Linked DNA regions of Mus musculus: region 2 is linked to region 1. Evidence: chromatin contacts called from public Hi-C data. All regions are on one chromosome and are shown on one strand. The core of a region is the stretch at or near the end of the contact, and the rest is flanking DNA. Distances in the headings are between cores, read along the strand shown. Region 1 has its middle 35 kb from the start of Gm38791. Region 2 has its middle 35 kb from the start of Gm38791.

Evidence for each region. Hi-C and Micro-C count contacts between places; a contact is called where the count stands out from the background.
Region 2: a Hi-C map of liver shows a contact between it and region 1, with 2.1 times the contacts expected there. The contact joins two enhancer-like sites. A contact is called at or near these places in 10 of 484 Hi-C or Micro-C datasets (double positive thymocytes, embryonic stem cells, liver and 3 more) and 5 of 115 datasets of contacts at active chromatin or transcription factors (embryonic stem cells, epiblast stem cells and pancreatic cancer cells).

Annotation. Positions count from the first base shown.
Region 1 is chr6:37,677,513-37,682,676 of GRCm38.p6, reverse strand. No RefSeq gene overlaps it. Among named protein-coding and RNA genes, the nearest start is that of Gm38791, 35 kb to the left of the region's middle. Within about 2 kb of position 2,601, at least 22 of the 459 cell types and tissues checked have an H3K27ac peak or open chromatin away from gene starts, as enhancers often do. A contact at or near this core is called in liver, where this site is marked.
Region 2 is chr6:37,747,059-37,751,798 of GRCm38.p6, reverse strand. No RefSeq gene overlaps it. Among named protein-coding and RNA genes, the nearest start is that of Gm38791, 35 kb to the right of the region's middle. Within about 2 kb of position 1,313, at least 12 of the 459 cell types and tissues checked have an H3K27ac peak or open chromatin away from gene starts, as enhancers often do. A contact at or near this core is called in liver, where this site is marked.

The sequences.
Region 1 (5,164 bases), core at 1,352-3,851:
GGGGAAGGATATTTGCTCCCAATAGACTCTTGTTACGAGGGTCAATTTCTAGTCTAGTCTTTTGGTTCATGGAATATTGCCAGACCTTCATGGGTATGGGTATAGCCAAGAGACTTACCATAACGACTGGGTGATGCCCCCAAACCCAGAGGATTTGCTTCAGCCCATACCTTAGGAAACTCATTATAGGTCTCAGAGCAAATTCCTGGGATGGGTGTTTGCCTCTGCTGAGGAGTCTGGACAGACTAGGAGATATTCTTTAGACAGAAGGGCCGTTATGCTGGTAGGCAAGCATGGAGGCCATTTTAGTCTCCAGAGGAGTAAAGGTGATGATGGTACCTAAGTTTTAAAGGAGGACTCTGCCTAGAAGGGGAAAGAGCAATCTGGGACCACCATAGAGGAGTGAGTCACCTGCTCAGTCTACTTGCTTTTTTGTTCAGGTGTGACATTGTCTTAGGGTTTCATTGCTGTGAAGAGATACCATGACTGAAGCAACTCCTATAAAGGACAACATTTAATTGGGGCTGGCTTACAGGTTCAGAGATTCAGTCCATTGTCATCATGGAAGGAAACATGGCAACATCCAGGTAGGCATGGTGCTGGAGAAGGAGCTGAGAGTTCTGCATCTTGATCAGAAGGCAGCCAGGAGAAGACTGTTCTCTAGCAGCTAGGAGGAAGGTCTTAAAGCCCAACCCACAGTGACACACTTCCTCTGACAAGTTTACATCTATTCCAACAATAACACACCTCCTAATAGTGCCAAGAACTCCCTGGGCCAAGAACATTCGAACCACCACAGAAATGGAAGTCTTTAACTTTGCCAGTGGCTGCCAGAACTGTCATCTTTCCATTTGTAATTTGTCCCGTTAGAGCCCTTAAAACAGAAATCTCTGCCCCAGTGTCTACCAGTAACTTAACTGGGTAGCCTCCTGTTGATGTTAATACGGTCTCTTGGGAACCTAAGGAGGTAGAGCCCTGGCCTCTTCATTCTGACTCACTCTCCAGCTCCTGTGTGGTCAGGAGGGTTAGTGCTTTCTTGGGTTTGGGATGGCTTGGACATTCACTCCTCCAGTGTTCCTCTTCCTTACAATAGGCACATTGAAACCTTTCCTGTTGGGAGTGACCTTGTTTGAACATTAACTGCCTTAAGTGCTTGCTGGCACAAAGTGTTGGCCTCTGTGGGAAAGCACTAGCCCAGCTGAGTACAAATAGACATAGATCTTGAAGTCAGCAGAGAACAAATAGATATAAATCTTGTCGATAGGTGCCTAATAACCCATTCTGTTCTGATCTTCCTGCTGAACTGTTTACCCAGTCAATATCCTGTTCCTGGGATCAGGTGCGTTACCCAGAGACAAAGCGACCCCATCTTCACCCTCCTTCCTGCTCCTATGAGTATATAACCTGTGTGTGAAAAATAAAAATTTGTCAGCTTGATCAGACCTCTTGACTTACTGTCTGTTCTTCACATTTCTTGTCCCTCATTCTCTTCCAGGTGCCTCTCAAGTCCCTGTTGACTGTCCTGTGGGCTGAGACACTTTCCAGTGCAGGTTTCCCCATTCTCCCTACCTTTTGCTTCTGATGATCTCTTTTCTGGATTCAAATACTTGGATAAGTGAAATGCAGCCATCGTGATTTTTGTCTGTTTGCGAGTGGCCATGGCAACTTGTTTTTGTTTTTCAGTATTTTTTTAAAAAAGAATTATTATATATGTGTGAGTATACTGAGGCTGTCTTCAGACACACCAGGAGAGGGCATTGGATCCTATTACAGATGGTTGTGAGCCACCATGTGGTTGCTGGGAATTGAACTCAGGACCTCTGGAAAAGTAGTCATTCAGTGCTTTTAACTGCTGAGCCATCTCTCCAGCCTGGTATCTTGATTGTTGAAAACTTTGGGCCACCTTTATAAGCTGGGAGGTATTAATTCCAGAAAAGTCCTTTTGCTTTAGAAGCTTTCTGCAGGCAGCAGGAGCAGATTAAGAGAAAGGGGTAACATTCAATGCCCTGTCAGTCAAAAAGGAGGGGTTTGGGTTTTCCAGTTATACATATCTGAGGCAGAGAAAAGAAAACAGATTAGGAAACACTGACTCCCTCTGAGTCCCTGTCTCTCCTTCAGTAACTCTCTGTGCCCTGCCTGGAGTAGGGCTTACTGTAACAGAAAGACATAGGTGGGGTCTAGCTTAGACTGAAGCATGGCAGGTCCTCAAGTGAGAGGCTAACAGGGGTAAAGGACACACAGGGAATGAGAGCAATGGGATCTTCCTTAGTCAGAAAGGGATTATGGTGGTTGCCAGGAAAATATGAAGGAGATAGGCAGTGCTGTACCTAAGGAGAAGTGGGGAAGGAGGTAGAAGGCATAGGGGCAGAGAAGGGAGCTGATGGAGGGGGCTGAGGTTGTATGAAAAGATATGCCTAGACTACAAAGAGGGGACAAGTAAACCTGAGTCTTCAGCCTCCAAAGGGAGAAGGACAGGAGGGAAGAAATGGAATCTTTAAAAATCAACCCCGTGGGATCAAATTTAAAAGCACATATCCTGAGCCAGGCAGGGTGGGGGGCAGGGGTAGGACAAGTGTTAATAATTGACCAGTTTAAGGAGATTGATCGGGCATTCTGGAGTTTCCATGACTTTAAGCCAGATTTATCAGGCAATAGCTGGATCTAGGGAACACCATAGTCCTCCCCAATCCCTTGGAAGAATTTTTTCTGCTAACAGTAAAGGGTGAAAGCTTAGATTTGGGTGTCTCCGTGTTAGGAGAAAGCTTCCATGGTTCAAAGTAGAAGATTAATGGGAGCAGCCTAGAAACAAAAACAATGAAGAAAAGATGGCCCCGTGTAAGACCTGACACAGGTCTCGCATAGGGGAGAGGAATAAGGTTTCAAGTCAGAGGACTGACTCCATGATAAATTTGGCCTGATGGAAAATTTTCTGTCTGCAGGAGGAAGGGGGATAACTAAGGAGCTCACATGCAAAATGAACGAGGCCATCAAGAAAGGCAGAGAGTAAAGCCAGGCATGGCGGTGCATGCCTTTAATCCCAGCACTTGGGAGGCAGGGGCAGGGGCAGGGGCAGGGGCAGGGGCAGGGGCAGGGGCAGGGGCAGGGGCAGGGGCAGGGGCAGGGGCAGGGGCAGGGGCAGGGGAGGCAGAGGCAGAGGCAGGCGGATTTCTGAGTTCAAGGCCAGCCTGGTCTACAGAGTGAGGTCCAGGATAGCCAGAGCTATACAGAGAAACTCTATCTCAAAAAAACAAAAACAAAAACAAACAAACAAAAAAAAACAAAGAAAGAAAGAGAGAGAGAGAGAGAGAGAGAGAGAGAAAGGAAGGAAGGAAGGAAGGAAGGAAGGAAGGAAGGAAGGAAGGAAGGAAGGAAGGAAGAAAGAAAGAAAGAAAGAAAGAAAGAAAGAAAGAAAGAAAGAAGAAAGAAGAAAGAAAGGCAGAAAGTGTTTAAGTCAGACAAGCTGCAGTGAGGTCATGGCACTGTGGGGGTGGGGGTGGGGTGAAGGTGTGGAATGCAACCAATGCCAGAAAAGCCTGTGGGACCCCAGGGAGAGTTGGCTTTTTCTCTCTGAAGGAAAAGGTGCCCTAAGGCTGTCAATACAATCCCAAATGGAACTAGCATTGCTTGTATAACATAAGCAATGAGGACAGTGGGTCTCTCCCTAGAGAGTGAGAGGCTTCAAGCCACCACTAAGTTAAAGTGAGTGCAGAGAACAGTCTAGTTTTCCTCCTCTAAAGACCAATAACAGGGAGGAGATGAGACAAGAAGGAGACACCAATAACAAAGTCAACACAATAACTCTGGGTAGAGTGTGCCCAGCATGCATCCGCCACTCACAGAGATGGCCAGCCATTCATCCAGAATAAAACCCAAACCAAATCTCTCATGAGACACACGAGAAAATCAAGAAACCAGGTTCTCCTCTACTGACACCTTAACTCAATGTGGGAAAACCAGGGAAGACTCTGCTTCAGGGTTTGTTTGTTTCCAAGACGTAGGAAGGCTCCTCAGAGGGCATGTGTTTCTTAATTCTAAGATGGATCTCCAAGAGGCCTGCCTTTCTCAATCAGAACTAGATTCACCATATAGACTTACCTCCTGGGAGTATCAGAAAAACTCAATCTGTTTCAGGATTTTAGAACATGGAAGTCATTCCAGACCTTTCTGGACTCAGTGAGATGAGTGTGGTCTTGGCATATTTGTCAAGGAGCATCTTTTGTGCAACGTGTTCCTGGTCAGGAAAGCCCAAAGTAACATAGAGTCCTGTGAGGTATAGGAGAATCTTACTGGGGCCTCCAAAAGAAACTAATCCATGTGAAAAAGATACAGACCAACACACTAATAAGCCAATTAAGAGCATAGTGTCCTTTAGTTTTTAGTGATCAAGAGTGGGCTAATGCCTCAGAAAGTTTCTTGATGCCAAAGCTAAGGGGTATGGCATTTTAAAAAGCAAATATGGGCAATTATATTTACATATTTATTACATAAGGGTCAGAGTAACCTTGCTACACCTGTTTTGGCAGAACATAGTAGTAATTTCAAACAAAACATGACAATTTGATTTATACCTTTTTCGGATATTTTACTTTGTGTTTAGTTTGTGTAAACCTTAATTATTTTGGTTAGTACATCTATCCTACAGATAGGATCACCAAGGAAGACATAGCTGTTAAGGAGGCAGAGGGCTAAAAAAGTTTCTATGCAGACACAAAATGGATTCAGGAAAAGATGGTGTTACCTTAATCACTTCAAGATTAGGGAAAAAATCTCCTGAGATTGCTTCCTCTGGGCCAGTACACACAAGCTGTGGTCCAGAGGGGGCCAAGGCTATACTTTGTGTTGATAGACAAACTTGCTAATACATCAGAGGTTCTTCCAGGTGGTGCTAGATTTGAAGGCATGAAGATGTCACAGAGAGTAGCTGTGGCTTCATGCTATGAGAGGTCAGGGGAGAGGCCATTAGTGAAGGTGCAGCCTCAATTGCAGTAGTGACCCCAGAATTGAAGCAGTCATGGGAAAAAGTTGAGGTTGGAACAATGTAGCTAGCTCAGAGTCCCTGAAGAGAACGGAGGAGAGGCTATTGATGAAGGTACAGCCAGGTTGTTGCAGAGTAGCCAGCATTTGGAGATGTCAGTATCATGGGATGACCACCAAGGACAGGAAC
Region 2 (4,740 bases), core at 64-2,563, 70 kb before region 1:
TTCCTTCATGTGTCCTTCATTCCTTCAATAATGTTGGGATTTGGGGTATTTTTTGTTTTTTTTTGTTTTTGTTTTTGTTTTGTTTTGTTTTTTTGCTTTGGTTTTTCGAGACAGGGTTTCTCTTGTGTAGCCCTGGCTGTCCTGGAACTCACTTTGTAGACCAGGCTGGCCTCGAACTCAGAAATCCACCTGCCTCTGCCTCCCAAGTGCTGGGATTAAAGGCGTGTGCCACCATAGCCCAGATGGGTTTTTTTTTTTTAATAGTCTTTAATGTTTGATTAAAAAAAAAGTCACCCCCACCCCCACAAAGGCCATATCTTATACACTCCAAGGCCATGCAAGCTCTGCATCTGTCCTGTCTTCCATTCCTCTCAGTGCACCCCATCTCGGTGACCTTTATTCTCTTCATGAGCCTAGTTGTCTTCTGCTTCAAGTCTTTTCTACTTCCCCTCTGTTTTCTACACCCAAGGCTAGTCAGCATCACACCTTCCCAACCTGTCATTCCGCAGGATCTTCAAGTGTGATGAGGAGCTACTGAGGTTTCCAACCTAATCTTGCTCAACTCTTGGAGGAGATGAATCTATTTTAATAAACTCATACACTGGGCTCCTTTCAACTGAAGTGGGTACCTATCTTCTAGCAGTTTCTTCACATTGCGAACTGAGTATCCTAGAAGCATATGCTCTAGAAATATGGGGAAGCAGATATGGAAGTTAGACATGGTGGTCTTTAGAAAAGAGTGCTGGGAGCTGGAGGGGGCCTTAGTGGCACTGACTGCTTTTGCAGAGGACCTGAGTTCAGTTTTTAGCATCCACACTGGATGGTTCACCCCTTCCTTTAGCTCCAGACTTCACACCTCCTTTGGCCTCTGCAGGAACCTGGACTCAAGGGTATAGTCCCTTACCCAGACACAACAACACATAATTTAAAAAAAATGAAATAAATCTTAGAAAAATTCACACACACTGCGATAACAACAAAACCAGAATTCTGAATGGAAATGGCTCTGTTTTAACTAGTTACTGTGTTGATAGATTCTTTCAAATTGGAAAAGAATTTGTCAACTCCTGAAGGCTTAATTCAGGTGATCCTTATATCTCTACAGCCTATATTCTTTTCTCTGTATATATACTTTTCTTTTCTGTTACCTAGTATACTCTGTAATTTTTTAAGTTTCAAAAGCTTTCTTATTTGTGTGTAGTGGGCATATGGAAGAGGTAAACATGTGCCACTGTCCTTATGCAGAGGTCAGAAAACAACTTTAGAAAGTCAAAGTCAGCCTCACCTTCCACCATGGAATCGGGTAGTCAGGCTTACGTAAGCAAGGACTTTATTCTGACAAGCCATCTCTTGCCCAATACTTTATAATTATAGAGCTACTAACCTAAGTACTTATTTCTTTCTGCCTCAGGCCAATGGAATCAAGTCTTTTGTTTGTTTGTTTGTTTATTATTTTGGTCTTTGGAGACAGAGTCTCATTTCACAGCTTATGTTAACATTTTGTCTAAGCTCCGCCCCACAGTTACCTGGCAACAGCCAGGTAAGCCTGCCTCACTATAAAAGGAGCTGCTTGCTCTTCCTCTCTCTCTTGCCTTTCCTCTCTCTCTTGCCTTTCCTCTCTCTCTTGCCCTTGCTCTTGCCTTCTTGCTCCCGCTCTGTCCTCTCGTCCCTTCCTCCCTCTCTCCACAAACTCTTGGTTGGCCTCTACTTCTCAACTCCTCCCCCTCCCCCCTTCTCCTCCTTCTTCTTCCTCTCTCTCTCCCTCCCTCCCTCTACTACCCTCTCAACTCCCATCCCCATGCCCTGAATAACCTCTATTCTATGCTATACCACAGTGTGGCTGGTCCCTCAGGGAGAAGGATGCCTCAGCATGGGCCCGACTAGGCATTCCCTTCCCACACACCTCACCACACATGCACCAAACATACCCCTCCTCTCTCTCTATCTTTTTATAAACACACCAGCTTCACCAACCCTTAAACTTGTGGAGATACCCCTCCTCCTTCCCAGTGCTAGGATGAAAGACCTGAGCCCACACATTTAGGTTTGCTTACTACTTTAAATCCCAGGCCAAGTGCTGACCACATAGCAGAACTCTACCCTACGCTGTAGAGCCTTGTTTTGGCCTGGCCTGATGGTACAGCAGAGACTGTAGGATTTCAATTTTAAGGATTGCCTGGGCTACAAAGTGAGCTCATGGCCAGATTGTGTTACTTAATGAGAGTCTGATAATAGTAAATAATAATAATAATAATAACAACAACAACAACAACAACAACAACAACAGAGTCAAAAAGATATGGAGCTACAGATTAGTGGTGTGACATTTGCCTGGGAGGTCCTGGCTTTAAGTCCCTGATGGGATGGGCATATGGGGACTAGCCTTGGATCTGAATTCTTATCTAAACTAAGAGAAAAATGACGTAATACTGAGAAGGCTAAGCTTATTCCACGACAGACTTCAAATTGGCAGTTAAGGAGACAAGGCTAAGAACAGGGCAAGCCCAGGCAAGCCCAGGGCATTCGATTACTAATAGAACCTCCCCCAGGCTCCAGCCTTCCTGCCGATAATGGCTCCAGAATGCCTAGAGAAAGAGTAAGATGAAGCTCACCTGCCTCAGGATTCCAGTGTGCTTTGAAATGAGCCTGTGAGCTCACTTGGCTGTCTATCTATCTTGGTAAAGGGAGACCTCAGCATGCTGGGCTTCTGCAGAATAAAAAACTCTCTGCATTTGCATAGTGTTTGAGTCTGTGGTACCATTCTTTGGCGAATCATGAACCCTTACAGTACTTAGAGACTGGAAAAATGAATTTATTTACAGGTCTTGTCACAGCTAGAAAGACAGATACTCTCAATATGTTTCTGCTTTGCTCAAAGCAATGTCACAAAGTATAGAAAAGATGAAAGAAAAAAGCCAGGAAATGTACCGTGTCGGTGGTCTCCTGGAGGATGGCCTGTGTAGGAAGTCTCTGAGAATGAGTCTTCGTTTGGACAGTAGGGCTCCCGGAATTTCCTGGAGGACCCCTAATCCCTAGGAGCCTTCATTAACACATGAATGCTTGCTGTTTGTTGGACGAATAGCAGATTTACTAAGGGCCAGCTCAATTCATTTTTTTTTTTTTAAATCATTGACAAACCAGGAGCTAACACCTAAATGTTGTAAGGCAAAAAAAAAAAAAAAAAAAAGTTATTCCGACACAGCCAAACTTACAGTCTCCTGCAGAGTGGAGAAGGGAGAGAAGACTGAAAGCTGGGAGCCTCTTTATGACAAGTGAGCAGGTGACTGCAACAGTGGAACCTTGGTGTTGCCTTTATGATCGTGGGAAAGGTACATGTTATGGTCAGACAGTTAATAGAACATACCAGGAAACAGTTTATAGTCAATCAATTCTTGGAACAATGGAAACAATTTACGATGTGTCAATGACAAGATTATAAAGGAAGAAAGAGTCAGAAAAACAAGTTGACCTTAAGCCTGGGACATAATTAGAGAAAAACACCATTAAGGAGCAATATAGAAATAAATCAAATTCTGAAGAAAAATGGAGTCCGCTGTCCCTTTAACAATCAAGTGTGAATTTATTTCACTGCTCATATAAAAACTTTAAAGCAAGTATGTGAATTATTGAGTAGCTCCTCCTATTTTTGATTTGACATGATTTTTTTTTCCTGGCCTTTTTAGATTTGTTGTGTCCATTGGCTTTTGGCTTATAAATTCCTAAATTATCCCATTCCCTTTCAGAGCTGAAGGGAAGCACGGACAGAGAAGGATTCAGGGAAGAGTGAACATCAGGGCTCAGAGCAAACCCCGCCCCACCCCCATCCCCACTCCAGCTCCCAGGGTAATTCTCTTGCAGATTGAAGAATAAAGATAAAAAATTACTGAACTCTTCCTCACCCCAGAGCCCGACCCCTCCCATCTAGAGATTGTTCCCAGAACACTCCTGAACTCTTCACCCCAGAATGCATTCCTGAACTCCTCACCCTAGAGTTCGAACCCTCCTAACTAAAGACTGTTCCAAGAACATTTTTGAGATAAGGGCCTCCTGGAACAACCTCAGAATGAACCGGGTACATTGCCAAATAATAGGACATGACCCCTTAGTTACATAGAATTCCCTTGGCAGAACCCCTTGTCCCTTGGCAGAACCCCTTAGTTATGCAAACTTGTACTTTCCCTGCCCCGCTCTCCCCCCTTGAGTTTTTCCTATATAAGCCTGTGAAAAATTTGGCTCGAGTTCGATTCTCCTCTACACCATACTAGGTGTATGAGTTTCGACCCCAGAGCTCTGGTCTATGTGCTTTCTTGCTGTTACTTTATTAAATCTTGCCCTCTACATTTTGAGTTCGGTCTCAGTGTCTTCTTGGGTCCGCGGCTGTCCCGAGGCTTGAGTGAGGGTCTCCCTTCGGGGGTCTTTCAAGATGAGATTGCTTCCTGCAGCAGAAGCGATGGTTTTGTGGGAATCACGTAAATGGCCTCAGCTCATCATGACACAACAACTTCTTTGGACCCTGGAGAACCAGAATTAAGACCAGGATAAGCTCGACCACACTTTAACCAGGGACCTACCTCCTGCCCCTTGCCTCAATTTTTCCTCTTTTTGGACATGTTGCCTGTCTCAGTACCCCAGAACAGATCTGGAGCCACTGACAGCCATATGGGTCCTTCCAAATGTAGTCTCATTGAATAAATCTTCCTCTATTTCTTCATATTACGTTTCCATATTTCATTAGCTTAT